Regions from separate parts of the Ovis aries genome. Here region 1 is linked to region 2. The links are chromatin contacts, called in public Hi-C maps. All regions are on one chromosome and are shown on one strand. Each heading gives the region's core, a stretch centred on a gene start, on an enhancer-like site or on the middle of the called end of the contact. The rest is flanking DNA. Distances are from core to core; before and after follow the strand shown. Region 1 overlaps P4HA3 (prolyl 4-hydroxylase subunit alpha 3). Region 2 holds the start of C2CD3 (C2 domain containing 3 centriole elongation regulator).

Region 1 (2,839 bases), core at 19-2,518, 110 kb before region 2:
TTGAAGGACTGAAGTAACCTCTCTTGGTGTCCATTTTATATACCTGTAGTGGTTCTTCGATTTGGAATCAAAAGAAGTTTGAAATACATGATTTAATTTATCTTCCACACCAATTACTAGAAGCCAAAATAGGGATTGTTGTTATTATTTCCATCTTAAAAGATGATAACTCTAAGGCTCAAGAAGTGAAGTAATTTTCCCAAGGAATCACAGCTGGTAAATACCCAAGCAGGGACTTGAATCTGTCTTCCAAATTCGAATGTATTCATTTACCAAAAATAGTATGTATTGAGTTCATAGCTCTGGAAAAGATGATAGGGCTATAGAAGCCTGGCCTCCAAATTCAATGTCTTAGAAGAAAAGACTGTCAGAGCTGGAGGAAGCTTTGGAAACCACCTAAGGAAGCGTTCTCAGCTTAAACGTGCACAAGAATCACCCCATGAGCCTGTTAAAAATGAGTCCTGGCCTTCGCCTCCCCTTCTCCTACATTTTGATTCGATGAGTCTGACAGCACTGTGTCTCCTAAGCACATCCACTTCCCCCCACTATGATTCTGGGGCAGATGTACTGTGGACCACGCTTGTAGGAACACCAGTCTGTTGGTTTAAGCCTTTCATAACACAAAGGAGAAGAGAATGAGACATGAGTATCCCAGAAATGCTCCTTGAAGGGAGACTGAGCCAGGAGCTGGTAATGAGCACCTGAAGTAATGATGTAGTGGAAAGGGTACTCAGCTGAGAACTGGAGACCCTGGGTTCAATTTCAGGCTTTACCATCTTGCTGTTGAATCACTAATCTCAATGAACTATGGTTTTCCCAACCATAAAATGCAAAGGAACAATACATATCTCATAGGCTTATTGTGAGGATAAAGGAGATGAATATTAGAAAAGACCTGGCAAAGGACTGTCACATAGAGGACCCTCAATAAACAGATTGAGTAGTAGGATTATTCTGAATGCTCTATTTGCTCTATTCATTCTTTACAAATGAGTACCCACTATTGCCAGGTACTCTGCTAAGCACAGTCCTGCCTACATAAAACTTATGCTCTGGTGGAATAGATAGACATGAATTATAGAAAAAAGAAATTACAACTGTAATAAGTGCTACCAAGGGAAAATATAGGGGGTGTTTTGAATATTATGGGGATTCGACCCTAATCTGCAAGCAAATGAAAGATTCTTGAGGAAATGAGTCAAAGGATGAGTAGGAGTTAGTCAGAAATTACACATGAATCAGGAAAGAGGTTGGCAGGAGCAGGAAATGAAAAGGCCAAAGGCCAACGTGGCTGGTGTGGAGTGAGCAGGGGAGAGTGGCATGACATGAAGCTGCTGATGATTTCTGGGAAAGCCTTTCTCTTCTCTGCCTTGATATTTATTTTGAAAGTCATGATCTTTTCCTCGATCCTTTTATTTCTTAACTTGCTGTTTTTGCACTTAAAAAAACTAAAATAATAGCAACATTTCTTTAAAGCTAACATCATTTTTTAGTTTTTAACATTCCAAAATAGAAATTGTGTAATAATACAGGTCAAAAAACAAACAAAAACACCTTGCTGAATACCAAACAGGAACAAAAATTGAACCTCACAAACTTAGCTCCCTTGGAAAAGATCAATTCTATTGTCACATAACTATTTGTCTTTGTAATATAATTTAGTTAAAATTCAGTTTGGCTTTAGTCAAACTTGGAACCCTGTTGTAATTTAGAGTGACTTAAAGTCCTCTCTGATGCAGAATTAAAATAAAATGTTATAATGTAGGAAATTCTGTTTGTTGGAAGATGTCTTGCCCACTGAATGCAGCTATAAAATCTAGACAGAACAGAGTAGGCATTTGAGGACTCTGTAGTCAGATTCGGGGGGAAATGCCAGAATTTGAAGCACCGCTGAACTGGCAATGAGTTTCCTCTTTTTGATCCTCAGTTGCCTTAAACCTGTAAGTGGACCCCAGGTTGAAGACTGGGAAAGCTACAGGGGAAGCCCTCTAGCTCTGGCTCAAGAACAGGGAAAGATGACCCTCACATTGATGTGGAGGGGCGGGGTGGGGGGGTAACATCCATTGTTTTTTATCTTCTGTTCTCCATCCTCCTGCACCCCTCCCCTCAGGCAATCCTGCAGTGATGAGCCACAGTGGAAGTGGTGTAGTGAGTGCCTATTCAAGTTATCTTATGTATTCTATTCGCGTACATTAAAACCATATAAAATAATGCAATAATTTTTTTCTTTCAACAGTCCCAGTAGGGTGGGGTAAACCCCTGTTGAGTTTTTTCCTCCCTCTATCCTCCTGTGACTTGGCCCCAGATACATGAAAAATACACAGGAGAGAAGAGGAACTGAACCTCCAAGTTTTTTGGCCAGAGGGCTCAAAAGTGGGGGTTTATAAAGACTGGAAAGTATCAGAGAAATCACAAGAGAGGGAGGAGCTCAGGAGAACAGCCCATAGTTTCTGACCTCACCCCTGAACTGTGCAAGCATCAGTCTGATTCTAAATAGCATACCACATACTTGGGTACTGAGTATGGAATAGACCACTATCCAGATCTGAAACTGATAACTGGGTGGCGTACACCCAGGACAAATCTGAATAACATGGCAGAAACTTTGAAAACTGGATGACATTTTGGAACCACAGAAGCAGGTCAGTACTTCTGAATCAAACTGGGTGAGCTACATGCTAAAACAAACAGCAAAATAAATAAATACTATTATCTATTAGATTTAAATGAAATCTAGACATTTATAACATAATATTCAAAATGTCTGGGGCTTCCTAGGTGACACTAGTGGTAACTAGAGGTATGAAAGTTAAAGTGTTAGCTCCTCAGTCATGTCTGA
Region 2 (2,834 bases), core at 164-2,663:
AAATCCCTGCATGCTCTCTCTCATCACTCCTCCCCTTATTCCCTACCCTCACTTCTCAGCACATTCCTATCACCCCTACCCCTAACAGTCTTCCTGGCTATCCTATCACCCCTACCCCTAACAGTCTTCCTGGCTATGTTCTCCATCTTTCCTTAGGCCTATTACCCACACTTTCTCAGCATCCCTTAAGAGACCTAATCTCTAAGTCACTTGCTCACTCCCTGAATATGCCTCTTCACCTTTAGAAACTCTCTCCAGAACCTTCTGCTCCCTAGTTCTCTTTCCTTCTCCAACCCTACCTCAGGTGTCCCGTTTCCCCCAGCTTCTTTCTCACAGTTTCTCACAGAAACTAGATAAAGATTTACTCCTCCCAAATCTTTCCCTAGTTCTCCTCCTAATTTCCCTCAACTTTTCACTCAGTCATTTCTCATTTCCCTCAACCGTCCCTGGAAGATTTCCCTCCACCTTTGTCACAACTCTTTTTCCTTTTCTCAAGCCTCCACCCGTTCTTCTGAGGTGCCTCCTTCATCTCTTAAACTATCTTCTCAGCTTCCTCAATCTCTGCCTCATTCCCTTCTCCCTCCAATACTATTTGTCCTCTAATTTCCAGTGACTTGGCGCCTCCCCTAGTCCCCAGATCTGCCTTCTACTTCATGTAAAGGTCTCCAGGCCGCCGCCAACATTCTCTCAATCCTTAGCCTCCCTTGCCATGCCACTCTAAACGCCGAGAGCCACCATTCTCCAACGGTCGGGGCCTGGCCTCTAGGGAGAAGGGGTACGGGTCACGTACCCCATTCGCATCTTGGCTCCGCTCTGACTGCCCCCGCTGCCGGGTAGCGGAGGGCGAGAGGGCAGGCGCCCAAGATGCATACTCTTCTCGAGGGCCGACATGAAGGGGAGGCCGCAGGTAGTCGAACAGTAGCCGAAGCTTCGTCCCAAGCTAAGCGCGGCCCAACCGGTCACAGCTCACTCCCCTAGCGACGCCCTGTAGCCTTTAGACAGCACCCAGCTACCGGCAGCACCGCCCACCGGCTCTGTAAACTCCACCCCCTCGCCCCAGCACTTCCACCGGAAGTGCGCAGCAACACTCCACAAAGGGTGCTGGGTAACGGAGTCTCTGACCCTTCAGACCCCTACCGGAGAACTCCACGACCTTCGCCGGAAAGAGAAGCGCTCCTATGTACCCTGGGCAATGGAGTCCGCAAAGAGCGCGTTCTGCGCTTGCGCAGTTGGAGGCGACCGCGTTCAACCCTGCAGAGGTAGCGTAGCAAAGCATCCTGGGTGTTGTAGTCTACTGGTAGGAAAGCGTCTTGGCGCCTTCTTTTCCCGTCGCTTCCCAGAGACTGTTAAAGAAAGAACCACTTCTTCCTGCCTCCCAGGCTGCCCAGCGGCGCCGGTTGCTGGGGAACGCCAGCGCCCTGGGAAGGGATGGCGGGAGGCTACAGCTTAGGTGCTGGAGCCGTAGTTGAGTTGGTGAAGAGCTCGGGGTCGTCATGAAGCAACGGAAAGCTCAGGGGCCTGGGGGCGGCCGTAGCCGCAAGAAGAGAGGTAATCTGGACGACCAAAGGTGGAAGAAAGCTTAGTTGGGCGATTGGGCGGAGTTCGGGGAGCGGGGCGCTAGGCATTCTAGGAAGACCTCCCACAGCCGCCTGTTAAAAAAGGGGGGAAGAGGATTGCGGAGGGAAAATAAACCCAGGGCATCGGAAGGTTAAAAGAGTGCATTTGACCCCCCCTAGAATGGAAACGGTATAGGGTCTTGACTAGGGGACAAAGTGGGTGAATAAATGGAATGAGGGGAGGGCTAAAAGGAAATGCTTCCAAAGGAAGAGAACAAAAAAATTGTAGGTTTTGTTTTGGCTTTTACTTTTTAAAAATTGAGGTATAAGTAACATATAACATTATGTTAGTTTTAGGTGTACGTTTGGAGTGGATATTTGTATATATTTCGAAATGATTGTCAGTTGTCTCGTTAGCATCCTTCACCATACATAGTTACAATTTTTTTTTCTTTTGCAGAGAACGTTTAAGATCTACTATTTAGCAGCCTTCAAACACACAGTACACTACCATTACCGTCACCAAGTGTACCTTAAATCCCCGTGACTTAGGAATGTTTTTGATAAGCGTGTGAGGGCAGGAAAAGGGGATGTAGAGCTTTGCGGGTCCGTATGGGACTGGAAGGAAAACAAGTTGGAGAGTGTGTCGGTAATCCTAATAGGCAAGAATCACGTTTTAGGCCGTAGCGAATCCCCCCAAACTAGCACACAACAGAACTCGATAAATGTTAGTTGAATGACTGAGGTGTGAGGCAATCATGAATCATGAAGGGCTACAGATGGGAGTAGAGAAAAGCCAGTTACAGAGGAGAGAGAAAGAAAGACTGGGGATTGACAGTGTGATAGGAGGTGAGGGTATGAAGATCTCTGAAGGATTTGAGATGGTGAAAGTGTTTAACAGGACTTTATCAAGTTAGTCCACTTAAGGAGACCAGGGGAATGTTAGCTTCAGCAAGAACAGTCACCCTAGGAACCCAGGGCAGATCAGGAAACAAAATTAAATCTCTGCAGAGCTGCCTCAAAACAAAAACTGGGTGACTCTGCCTTTTTACATTATAGGCAAAGAGGTATTTGGAATAGTGATATTGCCTTAGGCCACTGGGTTGAGGACTAAAGCTGCAGTCTAGAAATGAATCTTATCTGCTGTTTAAAGATAACTAAGGCAGTTTTGAGGCAATGTGTTTCCTTCCAGGAATGATGCAAGAGATGAAACAGAAGTGTGAAAGTGTTCAGTGCTATGCTACCTACATCAAACCAAAGTAGATTTGGTTGATAGGA

The links. A called contact is a pair of places that touch in the nucleus more often than the background predicts.
Region 1: a Hi-C map of liver shows a contact between it and region 2, with 2.5 times the contacts expected there. The contact joins the enhancer-like site here to the promoter of C2CD3 in region 2. A contact is called at or near these places in 2 of 16 Hi-C or Micro-C datasets (liver and skin fibroblasts).

Annotation. Positions count from the first base shown.
Region 1 is chr15:52,395,065-52,397,903 of ARS-UI_Ramb_v3.0, reverse strand. All of the region lies in intron 4 of P4HA3 (prolyl 4-hydroxylase subunit alpha 3), which reads left to right. Among named protein-coding and RNA genes, the nearest start is that of P4HA3, 16 kb to the left of the region's middle. Within about 2 kb of position 1,268, at least 3 of the 54 cell types and tissues checked have an H3K27ac peak or open chromatin away from gene starts, as enhancers often do. A contact at or near this core is called in liver, where this site is marked.
Region 2 is chr15:52,286,127-52,288,960 of ARS-UI_Ramb_v3.0, reverse strand. C2CD3 (C2 domain containing 3 centriole elongation regulator) reads left to right here and starts at 1,413. Exons shown (of 31, transcript XM_060400014.1): 1 at 1,413-1,548. The coding sequence starts at 1,494. PPME1 (protein phosphatase methylesterase 1) reads right to left here and starts at 996. Exons shown (of 14, transcript XM_012096032.5): 1 at 791-996. The coding sequence starts at 891.